2 separate regions of the Ovis aries genome follow, and region 2 is linked to region 1. The links are chromatin contacts, called in public Hi-C maps. All regions are on one chromosome and are shown on one strand. Each heading gives the region's core, a stretch centred on a gene start, on an enhancer-like site or on the middle of the called end of the contact. The rest is flanking DNA. Distances are from core to core; before and after follow the strand shown.

Region 1 (4,716 bases), core at 1,170-3,669:
TGTTCGTATCTATCACATGGCAGGGAGGGCTGGGAATGCAGGGTACATATTAGGAACCCCCAAAATAAACAGGAGACACCCATCAAAAAGGTCTAGGGTAAATCAAATAATTGGAAGGAAATAGGAGAAACCTTTTTTATACATAATTTAAATGAAGACCACTACTTAGTGCTGTAACACTACATGTAGCAAACAAAAAAGCTACACAGACTTTCCCCCCCTCCCCTGCAGAGCTGTGAAATGATCAACAATAAATTGGAACATATAGTATCTTTATTTTTTATTTCAGATTTTAAGGACAAGGAGTGAAAGCAGATTTTATAATCTGACACAAATTATCAGCTATAAATTCATAAATAAAATGGAAAAGATTCTGAAGTTTACACTCAAATCTGTATCAAAAAGCAGTAAAGAAAACCTTGTATTCAAATGAAAATCCTTTCCAAAAAAAGGCTTTTTTTCATATAACTGTCACGGCTATCTGCTTTAATACGGAAAGTCTAATTCACATGACTGTTAGATCTAACTTTTAGCCTCTTCTAAGTTTCTCAAATGCTAATTCTCCAAAGAAGGAGGGATGGATAGAAGGGAGGGAGGGAGCAGGGAAGAAAAGAAAAATTGTTTAGGCTATCACTATTAGACTATATTGAACAGAGTATTAGTGCCTCCACATGAAAAGTTCTTAAAATGGATGCAAATCTAATTAACATATTAAAATATTTGTATCTAAGGCATACAAGTACGGATAAGCTGTGCAGACATCTACTTGTTAAATGTTTGTTTAATATAATTAAGCCTATTCATATTAGAGTGTTTAAAAGGTTTTAAAATATTTTAGGCTTCCCTGGTGGCTAGACAGTAAAGAAGCTGCCTGCAATGCAGGAGACCCGGGTTTGATCCCTGGAAAAGGAAGTAACTATCTATTCCAGTAATCTTGACTGGACAGAGGAGCCTGGCAGCCCATGGGATCAGAGTCGGACACGACTATTTTTATCAAAACGTGTCTCCCTTCAGACTAGTAAACTCAATCAAATAGTGAACACCGAACAGCTGCTTATTTAAAATCTAGCCTTATGTATGACACGTGAAGGAGCCCATGGGAAATGCCTCTCCCGCATCTTTCCTCTCGGCATGCACAGCTCTCCTGCTTTATGTCGTGATGGTGAGAAGAGTTGGCGGTGAGGAGGGTTGGGGGGGAGGTAAGGACAGGAAAAATTTGCAGAATAACCTCGCTTCCCGACCAACCATCCCCCTTAAGCTTAAGTCCCCGGTTGGCAGGTTACCTAGCCAACGATATCTCGGTTATAAACAAACACTGCTTGCAATGTGACCACAGATGATCATCCCAGGAGGTGCTTTTCCAGCACTTCCAAACCCTACCACCCCTATCAATGCCTGCCTCATTAAGGACCGGGGGAAGGCCTGAAGCGGGGATGCCTGGCCTCCAAGTTAAAAATCCCGCAGGCCCAGGAAAAGAGGTGGGCGGGCCAGGCCTCGGCGTAACTGACCCGCAGAGAGACCTGTCGGGAGCCTCCGGGGGAGGGCCCAACCGGTAGCCTCCCCCTCCACCCCCGCAGCCACTCGGGAGTAGGTGCTGGAGACACCGGAACCTCCCCCGCCCCCACCACCACCCCGGGATCGGGGGAGGGGCGCCGGGACGGAGCAACACCCCTCCCCCACGGGCACGGCCAGGCCGCCGCTCGCCCCACCCTGGAGAAAGCCCTGCGGGCCCGTGCCCAGCCCTCCCGCGGCGGGCCTTGTCCCGGGTCGGGGGTCGGAGGTCGGGGTGGGGAGCGTGGGCAGGAGCGGGTCGGAGGGAGGAGAGGCGAAGACTGCAATACCAACCTCGCTATTGAAGGTTTTCACAGCCTCCATGTTGTCGGTGCGGAGGCCCGGAGCCCGGCGGCGGAAGAGGCGGCGGCCACCGCACTGGGTGGGGAGAGCGAGACGGGGGCGGCGGCGGCGCCGCGAGGAGGGTGGGGGGTGTGAGGGGGCGGGCGCGCCGACGGCGGCGGGGACGGGGGGGGGGGGGCCGGGCCGCTGCGACCCCCCGGGCCGAGGGGAAAGGCGAGGCAAGCACTGGAGGGGAAGGGCTCTCCCTTAGGGGCGGCGAGGCCCCGGCATGGCCGCTAGGGCGGGCGGAGCGCCGGGCAGGGGAACAGAGGCGCTGCCGGGGCGGGTCGGCGGCGGCGGGCGGGGGGGGGGGGGCCGGGCCGCGGCGCCTTCTCTTCTCCGCCCCGCTCGGTCTCGGGCTTCCACCCTCCAGCCCCGGTCCCCGACTTCTCTCCACCCCCTCCTTCCTCTTTCCTCCGGCGGGCTCCTGTTTCGCCTCCCCGCCGCTCGGGGCCCGTAGGAACCAGCGGCGCGCCGCGAAGACGGAGGAGGAAGCGCTGGCAGCGGCGGCTGCGGCATCCAATATGGCGGACGCGGGTCGGGCCGCGCAGCTCGGGGATCCGCGGCGCCGGCCAGCGCGCCCCCTGGCGTCGGGACCGCGCGGGTCCGGGCCGTCGCGCGGAACCATCGAGCGTGCGCGCGCGCGGGCGGGCCAGAGCGTCGCCGCCGGGAGGCCGGGCTCAGCTCTACCCACCCCAACCCCCGCCCGGTCCCCTCCACACACCACCTCCTCGCCGCTGCGGGAATCCGGGCTGCAGCCCCTTGGAGAGCCCTGCGGGGGGAGGGGGCCACTGCAAAGCGTTGATCTTAAGAAAAACCCAAATCCCGCCCCCACCCCCCTCCCGGCAAGTTTAGGCTATAATATCCGCGTTTCCGTTGTTTCCATAGGGACTGGCCTCTTTACACGAGGTTTAGTTGATTTTTTTTTCAAAACTTTACTGGACGTTGGCCTCGAGGTTAACAGCCAGAAAACTTCCTAGTTGGTCACTTATTTGGGAACGATGTGCGCAAGCATTTTTAATAGCGTCGGGAGAAAACCTTTAGAAACAAAAGCTTGAGATTCGGGCGGGGGCAGGGGAACGAGGGAAGCACGCCTGCAGCCAGCTTCTCGGTGCAGGAAATGCACGCTGCATAAAATCCGGGGGGGACTGGCGTGGTGCAGACAATGAGTTCATTTGTCTGCGCGGCGGGAAGCGGTGCCCAGAACGCACGAGATCTGCATAGGCGAAAGGGCACCCGTCCTCTATAAACGATTGATTATTCTAAAGGAATTTTGCCCGAGGTTGCAGAGAATCGGATGGTGAATACAGTTTTTTCTAGATGAAGTAGGAGATGCTGCTAGCAAAATGCCTCCTCTGTCACTTGATGCAATGTGAGATAACCGATACCAAATTAAAAGCGAGCATTTAAGTGGAAAGTTAGGTGTGTTATCAGTGAACCCCAAACACTGTCGTTTTGCTGGGAGTCGTTTTTCAGCAGTTGCTGCTCTTCAAAGGAAAGGGAGATAGATGACTGCGGGATTTTTCTCTATAGGATTATTGGAACCAAGGTAAGAGCTCAGCCCAGAGCCCTGTGAAACAGGAAGACAGACCCTTCTTGACGTGGTAGGGCCTAGTAGTTTTTATGAGTCTTCTCCACTGACAACTTTAATATGGCCGCTGGCTACTTAGAAGGTAAAATGGAAAACCAGAAGAGCTTATATTCCATCTTGAAAAATCTCAGATCTTTTTGCCTCCCATCCTCATAGGCTAAGCCGTTGTGATCTCTTGCCAACAATTGCAGTAGCCTCCTAAACTGGTCCCTCTCCCTCCTTCTCCGGACTAGCCAGAATGGGTAATTCTTTTTTAAGACACAGATCAGTTCACTTCCTTTTTCAAATCTTTTTTAAGACTTTCCCATTGCACTTCAGGTTTTATCTTATCCGGTTACCTTGGCCTAAAGGCCCCACCTATCAGCTCACACTGCTTTTCCCCCTCTGCGCTTTACTCCGGCCACTCTGGTCTCATTTGTTCCCTGACCACACTGAGTGCTTTCCTATGGAGGACTCGGGGTGTGCCTTTGCCCTCTGGGGTTTTGTTGCTCTGTTCTTTCCCAGCTGACTCCTCATCCTCTTTCCTCCATCAGTTAATCTGCAGTAGCATGCTGGGACTTGGGGAGGTACCCACTCAGTTCTGGTCCTGCGGGATCCTAACACTCACCATTTGCTGCTCTGGCCTATGTGGGATTATCAATTCAGTTGATTATCGATTGATGAATGTTGACTGAATTACTTAGGCCTGAGAGATTAAGGTACTATACAAGCTGAAAAATTACATTTAAAAAAAAAAAGATTTAAATCCATTGTTAACAGTAGTACAGGACTTGATTTCCTAAAGCTTCCATAGCTAGAATTGCAGAAGGCATATTTTGATCAAGGGAAGGAAAAGAATTAAAAAAGAAAGCAGAGGACAACCTAAGCACATTTTTAGTGGGAAGGAGGTTAAAAGGAAAAGGAAAATTAGTCTGGGAGCCCGGTGTGATGACTTAATGCAAAGTTTGTGTACAACTATGCACACCTCTGTGTTGTATGTCGATGCCTATGTGTGTGGTTTATGTATGCATGTACATTAGGACTCTTGAGTCCCAGATAATAAGCTAATTGGAGCTAGCTTAAGCATTAAAGAATTTACTGTTAGGATGCAGACTTTTCTCCTGTAATGCAAAGTTATGGATGCTGATGGGCGTAAGGAAGGAACCTGAACCCAGAATTTAGAAAGCCCGAAGCGATTTAATCTCCGCCTACCTGCTTGAGCTTTCTTTCCATTGCTATATCCAGCTCAGTTT
Region 2 (4,716 bases), core at 1,518-4,017, 71 kb before region 1:
AGTATTTCACTTCATGAAGAACTTACAAGGTCTTCTACCACTTTCTTAGTAGTCATTACATAAGCTTTAGCTGTGAAAATAATCTTTCCCCCAGTCTTGCTAATATCTCAAGCTATCAACTCTTAATTCCAAACTTCTCAAAAGAGAAGCTTATCTAACCCCTTACATAATTCATCTTTCGCAATGTAGATCCAAACCCTCCCCAAACCACCAAAAATATTTTCTTCGAGCTAATGACCTACCAAATTCTAAATCGAATGGACTCTTCTCAGTCTTCAAATTCCCCCCAAACTAACTGAAAGGTTTATTAAGTCTTCCATCAGTTTTTCAAATCCTGGATTTTATCACTAGCTATTTAGTACACTTCACTTCACAAAATAACTTAATGCCTATTACTTGTAAATAATACACTATTATAAGGTAAGACAGAAAAAGAGGGAGACACACTGATGTCCAAATGACTGTTGTACAAGAAAGACTAGACATGGCATACGCAGTGTGAAATACAAGACGCTACTTGGATACAGGATCTGTTCAGAGCAGTGATTCCTGGTTTTGCATCAAATTCACCTGTGTAATTATGGCACTTTGATAAGAATCTAAAGATAATGATCATGGGCATCCATGTTTTTTCAAATGTCAGCCCATGTCTGATATGCAGCTAGAGCTGAGAACCATTAGTTTAAATATAGTGCAAAATCAGAAAAAAATTTCAGAGGTTACATGATTACAAACTCTGAAAGATTACTTAAATTCTGACAGGTGAAATTTAAAAAGACAAAAAGAAAAGCCTTCAACACTTTTATGGTATAAAAAGAGGAATCTGAAACACCTAAGTTGAAACACTCAACCAATTATCTATTATTTATTAATTAATCAGTTATTTACTATCCATGTAACTCAGTCAAATCATTTAGGTTCCTCCCAGGTAAAGTAACACTATACGAATTACTTATTAACCAGCTTCCTGTGAGGCTCCAATGAGGTCACACTCCATTGAAAGTAAAATACAAAATGGTCAAATTCAATTTAAATAAACACTGCTGTCACTAATACCAAAAAGTCAAATTTGGCCATATAAAGAATGTTGAGACTATAAGGACTCTAAGACTAGAAAGGAAAAACCAGTCAATTTCCTGGTAAATAATGATGAAAAATGTCCAAAAGACATTAAAGGATAGTAACAGTAAATAAAATCAGGGTTAAAGTCTCCTCAAACAAATGACTACAAAACATATCATGGCTTAGTTTTAGCTCCAAGGAGAAACACTGGCCCCTCAGGAAGAAGAAAATATTCCAAGAAGGGGACTGGGTGCAGGGAAAGAATCACACTGAGGCGTGAGGGAACTGTGCTCAGGCCGCACAGGTTTTCTTGCCTCGGGGTTTGCTCTGAGAGGGCGAGGTGGGGAAGGGGAGGAAGGAGGCTGGCAGAAGACTGGGACCTCCCGTCCAGCTGTGTCTCCACCATCACCGACATGCTCAGGTGAATTCTAACTCAGTTTCTCCATTTTCATTAAAAAAGGGGGAAAAAAGAATTAAACCAGATTATACATATGGTTCAGAGAAGGCAGTGGCACCCCACTCCAGTACTCTTGCTTGGAAAATCCCATGGACGGAGGAGCCTGGAAGGCTGCAGTCCATGGGGACGCTAGAGTCAGACATGACTGAGCGACTTCACTTTCACTTTTCACTTTCATGCATTGGAGAAGGCAATGGCACCTCACTCCAGTGTTCTTGCCTGGAGAATCCGAGGGATGGCAGAGCCTGGTGGGCTGCCGTCTATGGGGTCGCAGACTCAGACATGACTGAAGCGACTTAACAGCAACAGCATACATATGGTTCCTGCTAACTCATTTGATGTTTTTAGCAATCAAGTACTGCCATACTGCAGTAAGCCCCCTAAAAATATTTTGTAAGAATTCCATTAAAAAAAGAAAAATTAATTAAGAAGATATCAGGAGAATAAACACAAAAATGATCAGAGTCAAATAATCCTCACAAAAATGTGATTAAGGGCAGATACAAAGTGACTGAAAACTCCCTGTATTTTTTCCAAACCTTACACTATTATATTTAAGAATTGATACTTACATTAATGGACTCAATCTGTCCAAACTCTTCAAACAGGTTGGTTAAATCTTGCTGTGTTGCCTTCTTGTCCACCTGACCAACCCACAGAGTAGTACTGCATACTGCCAAGACACAAGAGACAACGACCTAAATCACAGGTAAGTTACCTTCTTCAAGTAGCTAAGGAAAAGCACTAGTAACAGTAATAAATTAAAATAAGATAGCATATTTTAAATACTTATTAACTGATATTTTTATTTGTTATGTTTAAAATCAACTAAAATGCCAGGTACCCACTCACATCTATGCCAAGACAACATCTTGCATTATTATCACATATTCTCAAGCTTGACAGCACACACTGGTGGATATCTGAGACGCACTAAAGATAATCCAAGATACGTGGTACAGAAAATTGGGAACTGGGGTAGTTTAAAAATTCTGTAGGTGATTCTAATGTGCAACAAAGTTTCAAAATCACTGTTCACTGCAATCCTATTTGGGAACCTTTTAAGTATCTTTCTGTGATGGAATGAACAGTTAAATCTGAAAACAGTATCTTACCCTTAAGAAAAGAATAATTAGATTAAAAAAAAGGGAAAAGGCTGATGCAGAACTCAACTTGTTACCATGAAAGCCTCAGGGATACTAAAAGCCGGAAGCACCAGAGACACATCTGGCCTATTTTTGGCTGCACTGTTTATGCCTTCAGAAACAGCTCCTTTCCCTGAAAACACTTACTTTAAAAATAGCTACAGCTGATATATTTGCAGAGTTTTATTATATTTGGATTCGTGTCAATGTTATTTAAAAAAAAAGTCTCCAGCTTTTGGGTTACTGTTTTACTCTACAGCTAATTCAGCCCTACATTAAAATATGACCATTGCAAGATATCTACCAAATGTGGATTTCAATCAGGCCTCTCTACTCTGGCTGGTCAGAACGTGAATGTCTTCCAGACCTATGAGAGCTTCGGGAATCATTCAGTTAACAGATCCCTGGAGACTGTTCTCTCCCTGCTGTTTGTTCTGGGTCTCATTCAGTTCACCTGTCCATTCAACCAAAGTCTCAAAGGGCAATGCATTAGTTTTCTTTTGCACTGTAACAAAACACCACAAAATTAGTACCTTAAAACGCAGAAAGGTAGTCTTCTACATCTCTGGTGGTCTAAAATCAGTCAGCAAGTTACACTCCTTCTGGAGGCCCTCAGAGCAAATCTGTTTCCTACCTTTGCTGGCTAGCTTCTACAGTTATCTCATTCCTCAGCTCCTGATCCCAACCCCCGTGTCTGAATCAGGGTTAGGAGCACCAACATTATTAATCATTTACTACTGGTTCTCACAATCAGGTAAGATTCTGGAAAGACAGCCAAGGCTGGTTCAGATTGCTAAAATATAGTAAGAAGATCCTGTCACCTTTAATTACATGCCTGGGTTTCCAGGGTGCTTCAGCAATATAAGCTGTACCAGTTACCCATCTATCTCCACGGCAGAAAGAATTTATTTGGAGATCTTCAGAAATTAGATAACCTGATCAGTGTTCAGCTCTTGGCAAAGAATGATAATTTGCTCCATTTTATGTACTTCACCCATCTGCAACCTGTTCGTTCACCCTAAAAGTCATAGTGGGTACTAAGAACCGTTTATGAAGAATCCCACACTAAGTATGACTTATTTTCCTATACTTCACATGCCTGTCAAGTCAATTCTCCTGGAGGTTTCTCCCCAAACAAACCCCTACTACTACCAAATTTGGTCTAATCACACATTATAGATTAACTATAAAGGAGGGAAAGTTTTCACAACAGAACTCTCTCTTTCCATACTGATCAAGTTTATAATTAGCTTTAAATTGGCATGCTTCCCATAATAATTATTCCTATACACCTGGTGTTCAAAACTGGTTAGGATACTACACATGGAAATCACGGTGTCAGTGAAATATTAGAGATACAAGGCCTATTCTACTATGTAAATCATTAGTCAAGTCATATTTTTTAACTAGTATCAAAAAAAAATCAACTCTCAATGACATTAGTATTTGAATAGAAACCTATTACTTATCTTTCTCCTCTATTACATTATAAAAACCAAACCAGTTTTCAACTTCTCAGTCTAAAAAATCAGGTTGAGAGATTGTGTATTAATACCGGTAACTATTTTCTCAACGTTACTGAAACCAAAGCTTATAAAGTACATCACTTACCACTCAATGTTTTAGACCTGATTGGAGGTAATCCCTTCTTCTGTCGCTCTTTCTCTCTTTCTCTAGCTCTCCTTTCACTCGAGTATGAACGTGATGATTTCCTTTTTCTTTCTCTAGAGCGGGAGCGTGATCGCTTTCTGTGCTTACGCTTTCGAGAACCAGATCGTGACCTAGACCTTCGTTTTCTTGGTGATCTAACAACAACAACAAAACACCCTTATTTTACTAATGACAATGTTAAAGTATCAAACACGCACTTAAATCTCTATACTGCTATACTGCTTAGGTCTACATTAGACACAGATGTTTGTCTGCAACGATTCTTATTGAGTCTGGGTGATACAAGGAAGAAGAGAAAGAGTCTAGTTAGGGTCTCACTTTCTCATAGTGTCTAATTTACAAACAAGAGTCAAGAACAGGGATGAAAGAAAACAGATTCTT

The links. A called contact is a pair of places that touch in the nucleus more often than the background predicts.
Region 2: a Hi-C map of liver shows a contact between it and region 1, with 2.2 times the contacts expected there. The contact joins the enhancer-like site here to the promoter of SCAF8 in region 1. A contact is called at or near these places in 4 of 16 Hi-C or Micro-C datasets (liver, mixed tissues, muscle and 1 more).

Annotation. Positions count from the first base shown.
Region 1 is chr8:79,150,020-79,154,735 of ARS-UI_Ramb_v3.0, reverse strand. SCAF8 (SR-related CTD associated factor 8) reads right to left here and starts at 2,419. Exons shown (of 23, transcript XR_009601679.1): 1 at 1,846-2,419. It overlaps LOC121820206 (actin nucleation-promoting factor WAS-like), which reads right to left and starts at 2,419. Exons shown (of 1, transcript XM_042253666.1): 1 at 2,101-2,419. The coding sequence starts at 2,412. The coding sequence ends at 2,101.
Region 2 is chr8:79,221,027-79,225,742 of ARS-UI_Ramb_v3.0, reverse strand. It overlaps SCAF8 (SR-related CTD associated factor 8), which reads right to left. Exons shown (of 23, transcript XR_009601679.1): 12 at 4,276-4,469; 13 at 2,092-2,192. Among named protein-coding and RNA genes, the nearest start is that of SCAF8, 71 kb to the right of the region's middle. Within about 2 kb of position 2,767, at least 1 of the 54 cell types and tissues checked has an H3K27ac peak or open chromatin away from gene starts, as enhancers often do. A contact at or near this core is called in liver, where this site is marked.